Regions from separate parts of the Mus musculus genome. Here regions 1 and 2 are each linked to region 3. A link is a contact called in public Micro-C and promoter capture Hi-C data. All regions are on one chromosome and are shown on one strand. Each heading gives the region's core, a stretch centred on a gene start, on an enhancer-like site or on the middle of the called end of the contact. The rest is flanking DNA. Distances are from core to core; before and after follow the strand shown. Region 1 holds the start of Depdc1a (DEP domain containing 1a). Region 2 holds the start of Ptger3 (prostaglandin E receptor 3 (subtype EP3)). Region 3 holds the start of Lrrc7 (leucine rich repeat containing 7).

Region 1 (2,700 bases), core at 91-2,590, 930 kb after region 3:
GATTTAGAAAATACATCATTGATTTATTTACTTCACAACTTATATAAATCATGAATGTGTGCTCAGTGTAAATTTAGGCAAATTAAGAGAAAAACTTCTAAAAGAGACAACTTTTTTTGCATAGAGTAAACCTTTACAGACCCATTCATCCAGATTGATGTTCTTCCAATTTTTCAATAAATCTTCTCTTCATGAAGCTAGTAAAGCAGCGAATAAATCAGACCATATACAAATACACATATTAGTAAATACACATACATATTAAAGATCGTGCAAAAGAATAAGAGAAGTAGACGGAGAAAGAAAATGTTGGTACTGCAAGTAAAATGTGGACAAGAAAACAGATGATGTGAAATTTATAAATAAATGTCAACTACTTTAAGAGAATGTTCCTTTTTCTATGAATTTCTACTATAAAGGTTAATTTCCAGACTTTTTGGTGACCTTTTCTCAACAACGACAACAAAAATTCATAATGTTTTCACTATTCTGTGCAAATGATTTCTATGTCATTGTTATTATATAAATCACTACCTTTTCTAGAAGGTGATAGAAGAGCAAGTCAAAGGAATTTTTACAGAGGTGTGAACACACAAATGTATGTATCTTGGTCCTATAAAACAGTACAACTAAAGACAACTGATTTTTAAACAGTAATAATTCATCTTAATTGAAAAAATCATATTAAATCATGGCAAATATAGACATTTGGTGTACACATGTCACATAAGCCAGCACTACCCTCTAACAGGTAGGGACTGAAAGATGATAGGGAAACCTGCAAGTAAAGTCTGTTTTGATATGTCAAATAGGTATCTAAGCTGCTTGTCCAGGGTTTGAAACTTGTGTGTGTGTGTGTGTGTGTGTGTGTGTGTGAGAGAGAGAGAGAGAGAGAGAGAGAGAGACAAAGAGACAGAGAGACAAAGAGACAGAGAGACAGAGACAGAGAGAGAGACAGAGAGAGAGACAGAGAGAGAGAGAGAGACAGAGAGAGACAGAGAGAGACAGAGACAAACAGAGACAGAGAGACAGACAGAGACAGAGCTTGAAAGAAAATAAACAAACACACACCGAGGTCTTTTAGGGGTAGTGTCCGGGTGAAACCCAGCCTGGCTTATATTAACATTGCTGAAGAGCCCCTAGAATCAAGAAGGGAGAGTCGTTTCTGCTGTCGTGCCATTCTTTAGCTATACAATCGCTTTGGTTCTGTGCTCCACAGCTCTCCTGCACCACCCAGACAAGCTGTGCTCGCGTCACAGCGCCTTCCCCTCCGTGTAGCATCATGTGACTCAATGGCGCCGCCAATCAGCTTCGCTCGGAGATATTCAAATCAGCAGCGCGGCAGTTGTTTCCGACACCAACTCCAGGCCACAGAGGTTCCTGCTACCGCGCACTTTCCGCAGCCTCTCAGCCCGGCAATGATAGCATGGAGCGTCAGGGTGCTCCTCTTGGACCTTACCGGGCCACCAAGCTGGTAAGAACGTGGAGGAGAGGGACCAGAGACCGAGGTTTTCCGAGGGATCCTGGGTGTAAAAAAGTTTCCTGAGGGGATTCAGAGCTACTAGATTCGTGAGCCAGGGATCTGGTATCCCGAGTGAGCCAAGGCGCCTAGATTTCGGAGAAAGGTGCTGAGGGAAAGGTGCTGAGATGCAGCTGCTCCTGTCCGGGTCTTTGATTTGCACTCCTCTCTGGTATTTCTCAGTTTCAGATCCAAAGTGCTCTACCCCAAAATTGTATCACTTTCTGACTCTGCGAGACAACTCCTCAGATGTCTTCTTTCCCCCTGATTCGCATAATAGTCTTAGCCACTTTTCACTTGTAATCTACAGCCTCTCAGAATTAGAAATTAAAGTTTCAAGTCTGGAAGCCCAGGCATGACAGCTTGGCTTATTGACCCTATAGAATTTGTGAGTAGCACTAGGAAAGAACTATTCAACCTAAACCCCGAGTACTTTAGTAATCACTTTTAATAGTCACTGGGGCTGCGCATTTGGATTACATTGAGATTCACCTAACCTCAGTTTCCACATTGGTACAATGGCACAATACATGCCCACTTTAAGAGATTTTCTAAAAATATTCTGTGTATGAGAATGTGTGATAGTCTATAGAATAACAAGCAAATTGTCTTCTCACAAATGCTGGCCCTACTTTACCTTGTGGGAACTAAGTTTCAAAGAAGGAACTCTCTGAAAGCCACATAAATGATGGATGGAAGAACTAGAAAATGTACCACTTTCTGTCAGGGTGATCTTGATATTCTAGTGCTCAACAAGTAGTGGTGGTTATGTTTATCAGTAGAAAGGATGGAATTTAGTTTTGAAATGTACCTTAATGAGGTAGTCCTGTCACATCTTATATGAATTTACCATCTTATATGAAAGTAACATAAGCAACCCCCCACACACAAAAATGTCAAGTACTAACAAAAATTTACATAAAATAAGGGTTTTGTTGATTACCACAAGATAGATATTAATACAAGGATACTGAGGTACAGGGAAGGAAAGAACAAAGATTTATAAACAAAAAGTAAGACTAAAGTTTAAGCAAATACAAAATGTTTCAGCCTGGGAACTTACAAATCCATCACATTTCAAAAATATTGTGACATCTGTGAGTGCAGAGTCACATGTTACTTTATTACTGTGGTGAAGCAGTTCAGTACAGTTTCTTGAAAGTAATGAGAGAGGTTTGGGG
Region 2 (2,700 bases), core at 174-2,673, 990 kb before region 3:
AAAGTTACTTATTTGCAGGGTGAACAGCTAAAATGTAGGTAACTCTGGCTGGGAAAAAAAAAATGCTTCAAGAAGAGAAGGGTTTCTGAAACTTTGTTAAGAGCTGTCAACAAAGGAATACACATGGCTCCAGCTGCATATGTAGCAGAGGATGGTCTTGTCATGGTATCAAGTGGAAGGAGAGGTCCTTGGTCCTATGAAGGTTGGATAGATGCCCCAGTGTAGGGGAATCAAAGGTGGGGAGGTGGGAGTGGGTGGGTGGGTGGAGGAACACCCTCTTAGAAGCAGGGGGAGAGATGTGATAGGGTGTTACAGGGAGGGGCGGGAAAGGGGATAACATGAAATGTAAATGAAAATATCCAATAAGAGAGAGAGAGAGGGAGAGAGAGAGAGAGGGAGAGAGAGAGAGAGATTGATTAACTATCTTTGCCAATACATGTTCTTATGGTCGACCTTCTCAGTAAGCATTAGGCAGGGGGAAGTGACCTAATGAATAGAATGCTAACCACTCAAAGGAAGACCTGAATTGGGATTCCCAACACCTGAGTAAAAGTAGCCTGGCTGTTGGGCTTGGGTGTGTGAGGCCATACCAGGCCGGGAGTCACAGTGGAAGACACTCCATGTTGAAGTCTGACCTCAATGTAAATACGAAAGGACTCTCTCTCTCTCTCTCTCTCTCTCTCTCTCTCTCTCTCTCTCTCTCTCTCTCTCTCTCTCTCTCACACACACACACACACACACACAGCGGGGTGGGAAATAGGGGGATGATAATGTAAACAAGTTAGTTATTAATAAATATAAAATTTTTGATCTAACTAAAGGGTGGCATATTTTCTTTGATGTATGAATTCCAGAATACTCTTAAAATTTAAATGTATCATTATACTGAAATGTCACTCAGTGAAAATGTGAATTTGCTATGTACTTTCACCTGTGTGCTTACTTGGTTTTGGATTTTTAAACTGACATTATCCTAGAAAAGTATTTTACCAATATGAGTTTGGAATTAGTCCAAAGTAAAATAAGGCAATAGTTTCAGGAAGACTTAAAACACAAACTCATCCCTATTCTTTCCCAGATGTGAGTATCATATGTATATACATATGATATTGATACATATACATATATATATTTATATATATATATTAAATAAAACAAATTCAATGACAGTCAAACATGAGGAGAAATCAGCATTGCGATTCACGCAGCTACTAACATGTCAGATTTCGTCTTTTCTCCAGTGTCACGTAACCCAAAGGCTGATGAGCACTTTACAGAGTCCCAGAGCTGGAGAGGCAGACCTAGGGGGCGCGGCGCCAGGTGATCCCAGCCCACACCGCCCTTCGCCTGCCTACTCGCAGCACCGCCCCTCGAGCTCCAAGGCGCGGGAGGAGCCTCGCGCGGCGTCGGGCGGCGCCTGTCCAGTCCCCGCAGCCTAGCGCGGGAGGCGGCGGGCGATGGAGAGCAGAGCCTGGGCTCCGGCTGTCCCCCAGTGCACTCTGCTGCTATCCCGCAGCTGAGCCGGGAGGCTCCGGCCCCGTGCGCCCTACCGTGGCCCCGCCACTATGGCTAGCATGTGGGCGCCGGAGCACTCTGCTGAAGCGCACAGCAACCTGTCAAGTACTACCGACGACTGCGGCTCCGTGTCCGTGGCCTTTCCCATCACCATGATGGTCACTGGCTTCGTGGGCAACGCGCTGGCCATGCTGCTCGTGTCGCGCAGCTACCGGCGCCGCGAGAGCAAGCGCAAGAAGTCTTTCCTGCTGTGCATTGGCTGGCTGGCGCTCACCGACTTAGTGGGGCAGCTCCTGACCAGCCCGGTGGTCATCCTCGTGTACCTGTCACAGCGACGCTGGGAGCAGCTCGACCCATCGGGGCGTCTGTGCACCTTCTTCGGGCTAACCATGACAGTGTTCGGGCTATCCTCGCTCCTGGTGGCCAGCGCCATGGCCGTGGAGCGCGCCCTGGCCATCCGTGCGCCGCACTGGTATGCCAGCCACATGAAGACTCGCGCCACGCGCGCGGTACTGCTGGGCGTGTGGCTGTCTGTGCTCGCCTTCGCGCTGCTGCCGGTGCTGGGCGTGGGCCGCTACAGCGTGCAGTGGCCGGGCACGTGGTGCTTCATCAGCACCGGGCCGGCGGGCAACGAGACAGACCCTGCGCGCGAGCCGGGCAGCGTGGCCTTTGCCTCCGCCTTCGCCTGCTTGGGCTTGCTGGCTCTGGTGGTGACCTTTGCCTGCAACCTGGCGACCATCAAAGCCCTGGTGTCCCGCTGTCGGGCCAAAGCCGCCGTCTCGCAGTCCAGCGCCCAGTGGGGCAGAATCACCACGGAGACGGCCATCCAGCTCATGGGGATCATGTGTGTGCTGTCCGTCTGTTGGTCGCCGCTATTGGTAAGTAGTTGGTAGAGTGGGGGCGTTTGTAGGGAGCCGTAAATGTAGGGAAACTTTCTGAAAGTGACTAGCACCCAGAATTCCTGCCGCTCATGCGGCCCCGGGTTGCAGCCTCCAGCCAAGAGCCTAAGCCGCTTGCGGAGCTTACAAGAGCTAGTCAAGTCGGTCCAGACTTGCCAGGCGCTTGTGAAGATGCAAACAGCCTAGGCACAGAGGTGGGTAGACGCTGCTCAAGCCAGTGCAGACTGATGTTTGCCCCTTGCGTTATAAGAGGAGGTATGATGACAACTCTAGCTCAACCTGCTAA
Region 3 (2,700 bases), core at 102-2,601:
CAATCCAAGGCATGTCCTGAATCCCAAAAGACCCCGGAGGATGCCAAGGGACCCAGAGCTGTACCAGGAGCAGTGAGATTCCCTAGCTTCTCTCACAGAACACAAAGGAGTTGCCTGGCTTAGAGAGTCAAGCATCTTCTCAGACTCCAAGGAAAGCACTCGCCCCATCCCTTCCCACTTCTTTCTGTCCTTTAGTCTTTCCTTCTTTCCCATCCCATTCTTCTCCCCAAACCCCACCCTTTTCTTTTCACCCTCAGTGACACCCCAATAATTCCTTTATAGACACCAAGACAGTAATACACCTTTCAAGATAAAGCACAAGTGTGTGCTGCCACAAGTGTGTGTGTGTGTGTGTGTGTGTGTATCACACTTGCTCCATCCCTCACACACCACGGGGAAAGCAGACTGGATACCCCAGGATCAAAAAAAAAAAAAAAATGCAGAAAGCCATATCTCTCAGGACTCCGTGGTCCCAGCATCAGTTCCCCGCACTCGCTCCTCACCTTTCCTTTTCGCAATATGTAACCCTTTAGAGTCCCTTGACCATCCAAAGCGCCGGGCTCCTAAGCACTTGTCCAGCTATCGCTGGATTCCACAGACCGGCAACCGCCCCAACGCTGAGGCACCCGGGCCACCTGAGCCTCCCAGATCCCCACTCCTGGACCGTGGGCAGAGGTCCCCCAATGCCCTACTCACATCGCCGGAAGCAGAAACTACCCATGAGGGTCCAAGGAGTGAAGGCCTTGCAGCTGCTGAGGGTTACTCCTTAAAGTGCTCTGGGGTCCGCAGTGAAGCCAGTAGGGGAGTCCTCCGAAGCAAAGGCAGAGGGGACTCCAGGCAGATGCGGTGTCAGACCATGGTGCCACTGCCCTTCAGGTGCAGGAGAGGAGAGGCGCCCCTGGGGAGCCGGGAGCCCGCCCGGAGCACCACTGCGGCCAGTCCCCGGCCTCCGCCCGCCCAGAGCGCCGCGCTAGCGACCGTAGCAGCAGCAGTGGCGGCGGCGGCGGCGGAGGCGCAGCTCCCTCCCCGCCCCCAGAAGGCTCCACAGACAATAAATCCTGGGTGGAGAAGAGAAAGGCAGCGCGGGCGAATCGTGTACCCAACTCGGCTGCTGCCCCGGCTGGCCGCGACGCCTCTGAAGAGGCGAGGGACCCCGTGGCCCGGGGCGCAGCAAGCACTGGCTGGGCTCTTGCGCTCCCGCAGTTGCGGGTGGCGGCGGGGGTCCTGGGTGGGCGGCTGCAGGTCGCGCTTGCCCAGAGGCTGGGTGGCCGTGGCTTGGAGCCCAGGGTTGGCCCGGAACGGGGTCCTCCGTGGTGCCGCGGCTTGGCGCACAGGTGCCAGGATTGGCAGACGAGGCGCTGCTCCTGGCTCGCGCCTGTGACTCCCCACTCTCCCCGCCCCCTCTCTTTCCTCCCACCCCCTTTTCCGACGACACCAGCTGCAGCTGCTTCAAAGTGTGAAAAATGTCAAGGAGATTTTCCAGGGCTCAGAGAGGATGACCACCACCTTGCCAGACCTCAGCCATTCTTGGACTACCTTGCTTGCCCCTTATGACCTCTACTTGGACTCCCTGCAATTTGGAGGAGCAAGATCTCAGTCCCGCGGAGAAATGAGATGTTCTAGCTTTCTCTGGTTCCGTTACCACCCGCAGCTTTTAGACAGCCAGTTGAGCTCTCTAGGTCCCTCAGTTGCCTGGAGTACACAAAGCAGGTGTCATCAGGCTCGCACGGGGCAGCGCGGGCTCCCCCGGCGTTCTCCCACCAGCCCGGGGCGCTCCTGCTGGCGGCACGGTGTTCTGCAGCGCCGGGAATCCGCCAGCACCGCGGCTCCAGGCCTGTGCGCTGGGTGCTCCCGCACCAGTTCAGTGACGCTGCGCGTGGCTCCGCAGGCTGCCGCTCCTGCTACCTCAGCAAAGAGACCGCCAGGAGTGCCTCCTCGGGGTTTCCTCCCTGCCTGCGTTGCAGGCTGCAGGTTGCAGGCTGCCCAAGGAAAAGGTCTGCTTCTGAGTCCAGTGGCTTATTCAGTACTACCATAGAGAGTCAATGGCAGCTTTCAAGACCCCTTTCCATTTTGGTCTGAGATTGCTGTTCAGGGGATGTACAAAAAATGAGAAGTGTTTCCCAACTTCCTTTCATTTATTCACAATCCTGCTCCTTCTGCCCCGAACTCAGGAACATTCGCTCCTCCACACATATTCACCGGAAAGCACACACAGAAAAATACAGACATGTACAAAAAGCTTTAAAAAGCATAGTGATGAGACTAGTGCTATATTTAGACCCCCTGCTTTCTAGACGAAACCGAATTCCTTCTATCCCGGGATTCTTCTGTGATTTAGAAGTGATAGGGCTAGGGGCCTCCCCCTTTTCTCTCCAATGCCAGTGGACTGTGACATTCAGATGCTACTTGGAGTTGGGTGAACTCCCAAAAGTGCTGGCATGTATCTTATATCTGGAATACGAAAAGTCTTCAAGGTTAAACATCGAACCCTGCCCCCACCCCAGGCTGCCAGGAATTGTCTAGGAAGAGATTGGAGACTGAGACTTCATCTATAGATAGTCATGGAAGAGGATTACTGCTTTATCTGGAAAAGGTGAAAAGGTTGGTGGCCTCTTAAGGAGACTTCCCTTAATTTACACAAAGAAGAGGAAAGGAGTGCATTTTGGAAAACCACATTTTTAAGAAAAAAAGCATTGTGAA

What was found. Promoter capture Hi-C pulls out the DNA fragments that hold promoters and counts their contacts. A called contact is a pair of places that touch in the nucleus more often than the background predicts.
Region 1: a contact with region 3 is called in a promoter capture Hi-C map of embryonic stem cells, with 5 times the contacts expected there. The contact joins the promoter of Depdc1a here to the promoter of Lrrc7 in region 3. A contact is called at or near these places in 5 of 39 promoter capture datasets (cranial neural crest, embryonic stem cells, hippocampal neurons and 1 more) and 4 of 115 datasets of contacts at active chromatin or transcription factors (VIP interneurons, astrocytes, large pre-B cells and 1 more).
Region 2: a contact with region 3 is called in a Micro-C map of embryonic stem cells, with 4 times the contacts expected there. The contact joins the promoter of Ptger3 here to the promoter of Lrrc7 in region 3. A contact is called at or near these places in 1 of 39 promoter capture datasets (stem cell-derived epiblast-like cells) and 1 of 484 Hi-C or Micro-C datasets (embryonic stem cells).

Annotation. Positions count from the first base shown.
Region 1 is chr3:159,494,093-159,496,792 of GRCm38.p6, forward strand. Depdc1a (DEP domain containing 1a) reads left to right here and starts at 1,341. Exons shown (of 12, transcript NM_001172092.1): 1 at 1,341-1,474. The coding sequence starts at 1,427.
Region 2 is chr3:157,565,453-157,568,152 of GRCm38.p6, forward strand. Ptger3 (prostaglandin E receptor 3 (subtype EP3)) reads left to right here and starts at 1,424. Exons shown (of 4, transcript NM_001359745.2): 1 at 1,424-2,393. The coding sequence starts at 1,566.
Region 3 is chr3:158,560,410-158,563,109 of GRCm38.p6, forward strand. Lrrc7 (leucine rich repeat containing 7) reads right to left here and starts at 1,352. Exons shown (of 28, transcript NM_001081358.3): 1 at 697-1,352.